Linked DNA regions of Gossypium arboreum: region 2 is linked to region 1. A link is a contact called in public Hi-C data. All regions are on one chromosome and are shown on one strand. Each heading gives the region's core, a stretch centred on a gene start, on an enhancer-like site or on the middle of the called end of the contact. The rest is flanking DNA. Distances are from core to core; before and after follow the strand shown.

Region 1 (5,435 bases), core at 1,502-4,001:
AAGTTAGGATACGACTTTTCGAATCTCTAAATACAGAATATTGCCTTAATTTTATAATTTTCTTTTTTTATGCATCGTGCGAGAAACGAACGTAACACTTAAAACGATATGCATGTTACCTATTCGAGGATAATATACACATGGATAAATGCTTAAACTTAATGTATGATATAGTGACAAATAAATAATATAAGATTGTCATGTGGGTAGAATATTTATATTAGAATGATAAATATCAAATAAATGGATAACTACTATAATAATAATGTAAATATAGCAATAATAAGAATACAAATTCATGGCATTAACAACAAAACAAATAAACTTAAAAAAAAACGAAAGGTGCTTAATGAAAAGAAAGTATAAGTAATATCAAATTTAAATATTTAAAAAGTAAAAGAATAATAAATAAATAAATAGATAGATAAAATTGATATACGTAATATTAAATTTAAGTATTTAAGAAGTAAAAGAATATTAAACAAATAAATAAATCGATAAAACAAATATAAATAATATTAAATTTAAGTGTTTAAAAAGTAAAAGAATAATAAACGAATAAATAAATCGATAAAACAAATATAAAAGATGAAATTAATTGAATTAAAATTTAAACGGAATTAAAGGTATAAAGCATAATAAATTAAATAATAAAACCGAATAAGGACTAAAATTAAATACGCGTAAAGGAAGAGGGACTAACTGGGAAATTATTCTCTATCCCAAAACGCGTCATTCCTTAAGGGACCGAATCGAAACAAAATTAAAATCATAGGGTATAAATTAAAAAACAAAAAATGACTGGATTGAAAAATAATTAAAAAGTGAAAGGCCAGAAGGCGCAATTAGGCCCCCTTTAAAAAACACGCAAATCTTGATGGGTCAAGTTGGGTCAGCTAAAAACTACGCCGTTTTGGCGTCTGAGCAATAAGCCTAAAACGACGCCGTTTTAATGGACTATAAAAGTAAAAAAAAAAAGTTTAAAAACTCTTTTTTGCATCTATTTTTTAAAAAAAAAAACCTTAAAAACCCTTTTTTTTTTTCTCTCAATTTTCTTGAATCCGGCCTATGTCGACGAATGTCTACCGCGACTGCCATCAGTTGCCAACAACAACTTCGCTATTCCTGGTTGTCGATTTTTTTTTTTTGCCTTTTTTCAATCTTTTAAAAAAAAACCTATAACCCAAATCTAAGCCATATATCTTTTGAAATTAAAAAAAAAAAGAGAGAGAGAAGAAAATGCAAAGGAAAAAAAAACTTTTGGTCTCGCCGTTTTCATTGGACCTTCACAGAACCCTAATGAGTTTTAAGACATTCGAGGCGTCAGCAGTAATCCTCGATGGCAGCAGAAGGTGGATCGACAAGTGAAAAATCCCTTTTTATATGTTTTTTTTTTTACTTTCCAAAATGAAACAAAAATAAATTACCTTTTTGCTCAATATTTTGTATTCAATATGTGTATATTTTTTTCTTTATGTGTATATTTATTCTTCGTGCGTAAAAAATTACATTGGTTGTGATTTTTATAGGCAATTTACATACTATATTTTACTATTATTTTTTGCTATTGTTTAGCCACTATTCTTAACTGTTTCTTATAGGTAGTGGTTGATGGTGACATGCAGTTGGTGGTGATAAGCTAGGAGCAGCGGCGACTAGAGTTAGGGTGCACAGCACTAGCTAGGGTTTCTTTTTCTTGTTTTTTTCCCTAAATATTGTTTAAATTTTGGGTCATTTGGGTTATTAAAGTTTTCTGATTTAGACTTGTAATTATAATAGACTTGGACCGTTTTTTATTATTTATTATTTTTATTTTAATTTTATTTATTATTTTTTAGTATTTAGGTTTCGAGCCCGGACTAAATTGGCCATTACAAGCTAAATACTTTTCAAATTTTGATTTTTTAAGCGCAAAGACTAGGGAATCTGTCATCCTACACTTGGAAAAGCATTTGGGCAACGAGTGGATTGTTACAGGAGGGGATGTGTTGGAACGTTGGTACGAATAAGATTTTAATAGCTTAGGATGCATGGATACCCACGGCAGTCAATTACAAACTAAGTAGTAGTATCAATAATAACAATATATCTATGATTGCGGAGTTGATTGATAACAATAGCAGAGAATGGAAAATAGAGGTTATTGCCAATACCTTCTCGGAAGCAGATGCGACCAGGATACAGTGAATCCCTTTGGCGAAGGCAAGACACAATGACATGTTGGAGAGGAGAGGTGAGCCATTAGGGGAAAAAACTATTACATAGTAGGTTTTTCAAATCCTAATGTTAATTATTTACAAACCAATTTTAGAGAATTTTACAAGAAATTGTACAACCTAAAACTCCCGACTAAAATCAAAATTACAATCTGGAGGATCTCTTCTAATTTCATTCCTACTCTATCAAATGTGTTACAAGGGATTAGTGGCCACCAGGTGTAGAGGGGCAGATGAGACTCTGGACCATACATTTCGAGAGTGCCCTATAATAGTGAAAGTGTGGACAATATTAAATTTCACATGGGTTTTGACAAAGGCAAGATTTGGACAGTATTGAGTGGCTTGCCTGGGTTGCCAAAGAAAGCTCAACGTTCCAACCAAGGCTATTCTGTCGTGCTTTATGGGCTCTTTGGACTGATAGAAACAAGAGAGTGCATGCAAGGAATGCTGCGGGAGAGGTTCTGGTATCAAGATCGATTTTGCATGATGATATCGGGTTTGTGTCTGCAGCAAAGGCCCTTGCGTTCTCATGGGCAGTGCAAACGGGGGTGGAAATGGCTCTCCCTAGTTTTGCTGCGCGAAAAATGGGGGATGAATGGCTAAGAGAACTCGATTGAGTTGAAGCTTGCGCAGAAAAGGTCCTTAGAGAGAAGAACGTTAAAAATGGTGAAGTGAAGATAAGGAAATGCGTTCTTTGGGAACTGAAACTGACAAACTTGAAACGTGATATGCATTGATGGGAATGGGTGTCAGTTAACAGTTTTGATTGGGCTGAGTTTTCTTTAATTAATTTTGACTTGGTTGTTGGGGTGTTTAGTTTTACTCTTAAAGGCTTAGGGTCGGACTGTTTTGCCTTGGGCTGAACTTTTGTCTTTGGGTTAGTTTTATATAATTAATAAAAGCCCAGTCTGATATTATTTCAAAAAAAAATTCTTATTTTGAAAAAAAAATTTAAAACTCTAAATTTTCCCCTAAATTTATTTTTTGTTGCATTTTTCAAATCCGATTTTTCAACAATAGGGTAGGAACTTTTTCTGATAAATTGAAATTGCATTGCATTTATAAGCATTTGTATTGCTGAAAATGTCGAGATATTATGATAATGAGTTAATTTAAAATATCGAAATTTCGAGTTGCTATTCAAATTGTGTTTATCGTTTGAACATTGAGATATTATGTTGATGAAAATGATTGGATTTTCTAATATTCTATATTTTTAATTTATTGTGATTTATTCTATGAACTGATATTTTGTATGCTTTGTCTACTATTTGCACCAATTTTCTTGTGGTGAAACTCATATTGATTTTCATAGCTCATTTCCTTTTTTATTTTTCCATCTTTACAGATAACCCACCAGATTAGGATGTATACGCAACATTTGGAAGGTCTAGGCTCGATTTTATTTATTAAAATATTTTTAAGTTACTTTTTAATATTTTATTATTACCTAAAGACTGTACTATTTTATTTTGAAATTGTATCGCTTTATTCGAATTGTGGCATAAGATTTAGTATTCAGGTTTTATTTGAGGCATGCATGACATTTAAATCATTTAAATTATTAGAATATTAATATTTATTTAATTATGTATGGAACATGGTTTCCTTTGAAAATCACGTTAATATCACTTTTCCGCAGTGAAGTTGTAAATGTGTTATGTTAAGTACATAATTTAGAAAATTAAGTAAGTTTTCAAAGGTAAACACCGTAAAAAAGAAAATGTTAAACTTAACCCTTTTTTTTTAAAAACTTGCCATTGTTTATAAAAATGGAAAAAAAATTCCTTCTAAAATAAATAAATAAATATTTTAAATTGATTGTTTTATAAACTTTTGTTGTACTAGCCATCTAGGTGGCCGATGTAATCTCTCAAATTCGGGTTTAACATCTAGGCCAAGTTAGGGAGGTTATAGGCAAAATCTTGGTAGACAAATGGAGTTGTTATATAGAGGGTTGACTGTAAAATTGATTTAATATTTTTCACATTAAGTAAGAAGTAGCTACCTATCAATATATCTTATTCAATACTTTTTGTTGAAACATTTATATTAAATAAAAATTTAAAATGATTATCAAACATATTTAAAATATTAAATCTTGAAAATTTTCATCTTCAATGAAATGAAAATTTTTAATAGTTTATAAACACACCCTTAGTTTTTCAATACTTAATTTTTCATACTTCAATTTTCAACACTTAATTTTTCACTTTATCAAACAACACCTAAGTCTTATTGAGCTAATTAAATTAAGCCAGAACTTTCTAATAATATAAACTAGTATGACTCACCCATGCTTCGCATTGGGTTGATTATTTGTTCGTGTCAAATTATAGAGTAAAAATTTAGAATTTAAAATTTAAAATATACTCTAAGCAAGGTTTTCAGAATTGTATAGATAGCCGAATCGGTCAGGCTATTGGTTCACACAATTCGATTAAACAAACCATTAAAATCATAAAAATAAATAATATTAAAAAATCAATTCAACCAGTTTATTTTAGTTCTCGGGTCAACCGGTTTAATGCCTCTCTCCAGACCGATACACCGATTGGTTCTTGGTCTAACTGGTTCAATATGTCAGTTTAGTTCAGTTCAAACAAACATGACTCTTAACTCTCTATACACTTTGTACATTTGAAATTTAGTTTCCTCTTTTATTTTTAAGAATTTAATTTTTCTAGTTTTTAAATTTAAAATCCACTTTCAAATTATATATAATCACGTAACATTTAATTGAAAAGTTAATTATATTAACTATTTGACTTAATTAATAAAATCATAAAAAATAAAAACCAAATTATATTAGAAATTAAAATATAATGATTAAATCTCAAATTTAAACAAAGAAATCAAAATTAAAATTTGATTGTTTATCTATAATTGAAACAAAGAAAGAAAATAACATAGTACATCCTAGTATCAATGTAAGAAGGTAGAAACAATCTTCCTTTTATATAAACTTACCTTTTATATAAACTTACATTGATATAAATATTTTAGATATAATTAAGGCATAATAATTTTTTAGTCTTTCAATTTTATAAAAGAATTATTTTAATTTTTATTCGATTTTTCATTTCTTTTATATCTTGAACTTGTATTTTTGTCAAATCACCTTAAATGGATGGAAAAGTTAACATTTGTTAACTTTGTTGACGACGTCATACGTAGATGACATATCAGCATTTAATTACTTTTTAAATTTTAAAT
Region 2 (5,435 bases), core at 2,168-4,667, 190 kb after region 1:
ATTAAAAAGTTAGCCTATTTCCGTAAATAATTTTAGAAATAGGTTTTTTTAGTAAAATGGCCTTAAATATTTGTCATTAAAATAAATACAAAAAAATAGAAAAGGAACAAAAATCAATTAAATTTTATAAACGTAAAAAGCAAAATTTCGAAATCTCTATAGGAAAAAAAAATTAAACAATTAATGTTGAAAAGAAAACACAAAATAAAATAATAATGTATCTCGCAATCGTAAGAATGTGTATTATTTATAGGTCAACATTTGCACAAAGATGGAAAAAACGAAATCACTCTCAATGAATCAAAACAATTTTTAAAATCTCATGGCAATTTTCTAATGCTAACATCAAGGTTATTTTTGGGCACCTTTTCAATGTTTTTTAGCCACGAGGATCGAAACAACCTGACTACATCTTTCAGTACGCTTTTCAATAGTATAGGTTAGAGTTATTTATAGTAGGATCATGTTTACGTTTGAACTGAATTAAGTAAAGAATTTAGGTTTGATTTAAAAAATGTCCTAAAATTTTATTTAATACTAGTCCGAATAAAAATATTAAAACTCAAGTCTGGTCCGATTCATTCATATTAAAATTTTTATATAAAATAAATTTTAAAAATATAATAAATCAAATACACTAAAAATATTAAAATAAATGTTTCTCAACAAATGAATTTTTTTAAAATATATATATATACTTAAATAACACTATGATAAGTGCAATTTAACAAGCAAATACTTCTAAAATAATAGCAAAATTAATAATAAAATAAGAGTTATATAATATACAAACAATAATAACAATATAATAGTGAAATTATAGCAAAACAATGAAAAAAAAGTAAAAAATAGTAGCAGTATTTTTTTTTTTTTGCAAATTCGGGTTGGGCTCAGGGCCGGGCAAAAAAAAGCTTACCCAAGGCTCGGATTTTTTAGAAAACAGGTCTTATTTTTTTTGTCTATGCCTATTTTTCAAACCTATAATTTTGCCCAAATCATTTTACATTTCGAGCAGACTTAAACTTTCAAGTGACTCGACCCATAGACAAGTCTAATATAGACTCAAGTCAAAGTTTATTAGGCTAACCTATGATCAATAACAGTAAAGTGGGTCAAATTGAAATCTTTAAACAGGTCCAAATCACAAAATATTATCAAAATTCATCTTCAAATTCCTTTTGGTCTAATTCATTCACCTATTCCATTAAAAATCTAAATATAACTCAGAAATAAATAATTAATCATTCAAAATCATAAAACACAAGGAAAAATGTCATGTAATAAATATAAATTACATGATGCAGAAAAATCAAGTTTCAAATGACCTTATCTTTTATCTTCAAATTGCCAAGAATGGTTACATAAACATAGAAGCATCTATAAATTCAAAATTTGAGAGGATTTACTGAAGTATATTTGAGTTGTAACATCAAATAGGTAACCCCACCAAAGCAACTATGAACTAATCCATTATTGGGTGTTGGCTAAAGAATATATACTGCCAACTGCCGCGCACCCATTTGCCTCAGACTGAGACCGACTGTTGAAAACGACTCAACCTTGGAGAAAAAATAAAGGAAAACTCTTATCACACACACCTCAATGCTATACATACACAAGTGAAATAATTAAAAGACACAAAGTGGTATATGCAAAAATTTCGCTTTCATGAACAGAGTCTAGGCAGGGGTCTTGCATTACTATGGGTTAATACTTTGGCTTTCATGATTTTGGCCATTTGGGTCTGCATTTTCTTACACACTTTCTCCAATTCCATCACCCTCCATTGCATCCCTTGTAATTGTGCTCTGAGCTTTTCATTGTAAACTACAACTTGTTCCCTGCCCCTATCTTCCTTTGCGGTGAAATCCGTATAATGCTTGGCATTGTGCATGCCCTCAAGCAAGTTCTTAAGCTTCCATTGCTGTGAAATAAGAGCTTGCACTGCGCTTGTTGATGGGAATTTTGTGTTTTGAGAAAGGTGCATGCAGGCCTCACTAGAGAGCTTCTTATAGTTCAATCCACCACATATCTCCATTTTTTCTACTTCAGACAACCCTGTATGAACCTACTGAAAGCATATTTAATCCAAATGAACAAAAAAAAAAGAGAACATATATAAGGAACCTTTTATAAATGATATCAAAGTCTACCTCCAAATAAATGTCCATGGCATGGTACAATTCATCCCATGAGTCCCTGGAAGAATCCGGCAGGACCATTACCAAAGCTGAAAACTTGGATGATTTTAGGCAACGATCCGGAGCTACTTCTGTTATATAGAGATCTATCAAGCTAGCTACCTTTTTCATTCGTATCGGAGATAATTCCGAGCCTCCATCACGTAAAAATGCCTTGAGGAACCTAAGAACAAGGTTTACATCATACAGATAACTTCTCCCATATGATGGAATTAGGAGATTGTCTATTGTTGCTTGATCTAGTTGAGAACCTATCATACTCTCCAACTTGTTCCTGCAACTTTTGCTTATGTTGGAACGCAGCACCGGACGAAGAACGCCAAACAAACTCTTGCACGAAATAGAACTCGGATCAAGAGTGTAAAGCATATCGATCACAATTTCTAGAACTTCACGTTTCTCATCCGATGAGGCCGTATAAAACTTCGACTTCTGGTAATAAAAGAGGAAACCACTGACGATAACATGATTGTACCCCCGAGACACCATAGATTTCACCAGCATTTCAATCAAATTGGGATTCAATGCCGAAAGGTCTTCGAACCACCAAGTTGCTCGAAATAGGCCGTTTTTCGAGCTCTGGGTACTCCTAGTATTGAACGAAATCCGAAGCCCTGAGCTATCTGGAGAAGAAGTAGATGCACAAGGGGTTACTTCACTAGCCATGGCAAGCCTCCCAACAAGTGAATCCAAGCATTTCTCAAGTATACCAGAAGAGGTAGCAGTCCGCGGTGAATCTTGGTAATGCTTCAAAGCAACCAAAAGATCAGACCATGTCCAAAAACTGAGCTCATCAATGGAGTCCTTGGTTTTTTGTAATAGATTACAGTTCCCTGCCCCTGAGACAGAAATGTTCATCTCCATGGATTCAACAGCAGAAACTATGGCAATACAACAACAATGGACAAATTATTAAAGAAAACATAAAAAGTCTAGCAATGATAAAAATTAGGATTCCATTTGATGCTACCTAACCAGACTCTTGGTTTGTCCTCAAGCATCCTTGTCGGCATATACCGGGGTATCAGCAATGGAATAGGATCCTCCATCCCGAATTCAAATAATCCAAAAACAAGAATGAACCAAGAAAAGAGTAAAAAGGAGGACCAGAAATGAAGATGTCAATTGTAACAGTAATCCATGTCTAGTGCTATGAAAGCAACCCTTAGTCCTTTCCCAGAATCACCCAAAACTACACCAATAAATAAGGAAAAAAAATGGGCAAAAGTCTTGAACAAAGAGAGAACGGGAAAAAAAGGGAATATCTACTTATATGACCCACATGTAGATGGGAAATTAAATGATAATGGTACAGAAGAAGATAGTATCTATAGATTCCACATTTCTGAAAAGGCAAGAATCAAAAGAATATAAATATGATAGATTATGAATCACAATCACCCCAAACATTTATTCCCAATTTTAGTTCAAGCAATCAAGCATTATAAATAATTGAATCAAATCAGGAAAATGGCGAATCAAACATTTTGTTTTTCCTCCAATTATGATAATCACAAGTATCGTTTTGACTTTTGTGATAAGAAATATTGTGCAATATCCTATATTTTATTAGAATATACTTAGAGGCGTGATCAAGAGAATTTAGAAATGTACTAAAAAAATGGTGTAAGAGGTCAGACCGAACGAGACGTTCAAAGCTACAGTAATATAATGATTTTTTTGATTTGCTGGCTTTACTTGTCTCTTGTTCCCTGTTTCTCGCTGCCAGTATCTAGACCCGTGCATGGGGTTGACAAAGATATCCTTAAAATCCAAGTTAATTTATATTTTTAATCAATGCCACTATTTAAACATTGGAGTGAAAGTTACAAGATAATTAGGCACTAATTCAATTAAAAATTACGAGGATGTCTTTCATAATATTATTAGAAGGTATATTAATCTTTTCACTTTCTAAATAATCAATAAAAATATGCATAAATAAGAAGAATTAAACCCCACATCAAATATATTAATAAAATATTTAATTTACCACTTAACTAAAACTTTATTTTAATATTTCCCTACATTTTATTTTTATTGTCCATATTTTATTACCTCCTTTAGTTTTATATCTATACTATTAATAAAACTTCGATTGAATTGATGTCAATACCAACTCGATTAAGAAATTATGGAAATATCCTTCCATAATTAAAGTAAATTATATTATTTGAAGATATTTGAGTTTTTTATTTTAATATCGTACATATTCTTTATGTTACTATGATTAATTAGTTTTAGACTTTATTGCATCTTATTTTTAAATATATAATTGTATTTTAAATGTGTGGTAAGATTTTTGGAATATTTTATTTGATTTTTTAATTTATCATTTATCACGGGCATTAAGACGTTAGGTACAATTGTAATTATAGAAAATATAATTAGAATTAGAATTACTCAAAGTGGTGAGTTAGGGGAATAGGAATGGGCTTTCTTTCTCAAAATAGAAAATTATTCATTTAGTTCTTCTAAAATTGGTTAAACTTTAAGTTAATCTAATAATAAAATTGTATTTTGACATACTAAATATAAAAATTCAATCTTGACCCTCTAAGTATGAAAAGGTTATAATTTAAACCTTTGAGAAATTGTAAGATTTTATGTTAATATAAAGATAAAATTATATTTTAGCTCTCTTAAAAATTATAATTCAAATTTTTCAAAAGTATAAAGAATGTATCTGTATTCTCGTAAATCATAAGGTTACAACTATTAAATATTTACACAACTCCGGCTCAATTAATTCATAACAGAAAACCTAACTTTTCTAACTGCTTCAACAGCCTATAACTCTTTCTACACTCCCCCTCAAGTTGGAGGTGTAAAAATATTTTTTAACCCCAACTTGGAAGTCAGATGACAATGCTGTTGTGACCTCAAAGCTTTCGTCATAATATCTGCCAGTTGATCTGCTGTTGACACATGTTCAGTAGCTATAAGCCATTCTTGTATCTTTTCTCTTATAAAATGATAGTCAATTTCTATGTCCTTAGTCCTCTCATGATACATAAGGTTTTCTGCTATTTGTGTAACACCCCTCACCAGTATCCAATACCGGGACAGGGCTCGAGGCATTACCAGACTTTAAACATTCATAAACATACAAAATCGGGTCACCAAATTTCGCCCAAAATTAAAACTTCTAGAACATACACATATCGTCCATTATACAGGCCATTGAGGCCTATAACCTACATTAAGGCAGTTCGGGACAAAATCGAAAACATT

The links. A called contact is a pair of places that touch in the nucleus more often than the background predicts.
Region 2: a Hi-C map of leaf shows a contact between it and region 1, with 2.1 times the contacts expected there. The contact joins the promoter of LOC108459813 here to the enhancer-like site in region 1. A contact is called at or near these places in 2 of 5 Hi-C or Micro-C datasets (both in leaf).

The regions. Positions count from the first base shown.
Region 1 is chr4:115,700,645-115,706,079 of ASM2569848v2, forward strand. No RefSeq gene overlaps it. Among protein-coding and RNA genes, the nearest start is that of LOC108459044, 34 kb to the right of the region's middle. Within about 2 kb of position 2,752, at least 2 of the 2 cell types and tissues checked have an H3K27ac peak or open chromatin away from gene starts, as enhancers often do. A contact at or near this core is called in leaf, where this site is marked.
Region 2 is chr4:115,888,702-115,894,136 of ASM2569848v2, forward strand. LOC108459813 (BTB/POZ domain-containing protein At3g22104-like) reads right to left here and starts at 3,418. Exons shown (of 3, transcript XM_017759212.2): 1 at 3,172-3,418; 2 at 2,154-3,082; 3 at 1,311-2,068. The coding sequence starts at 3,250. The coding sequence ends at 1,667.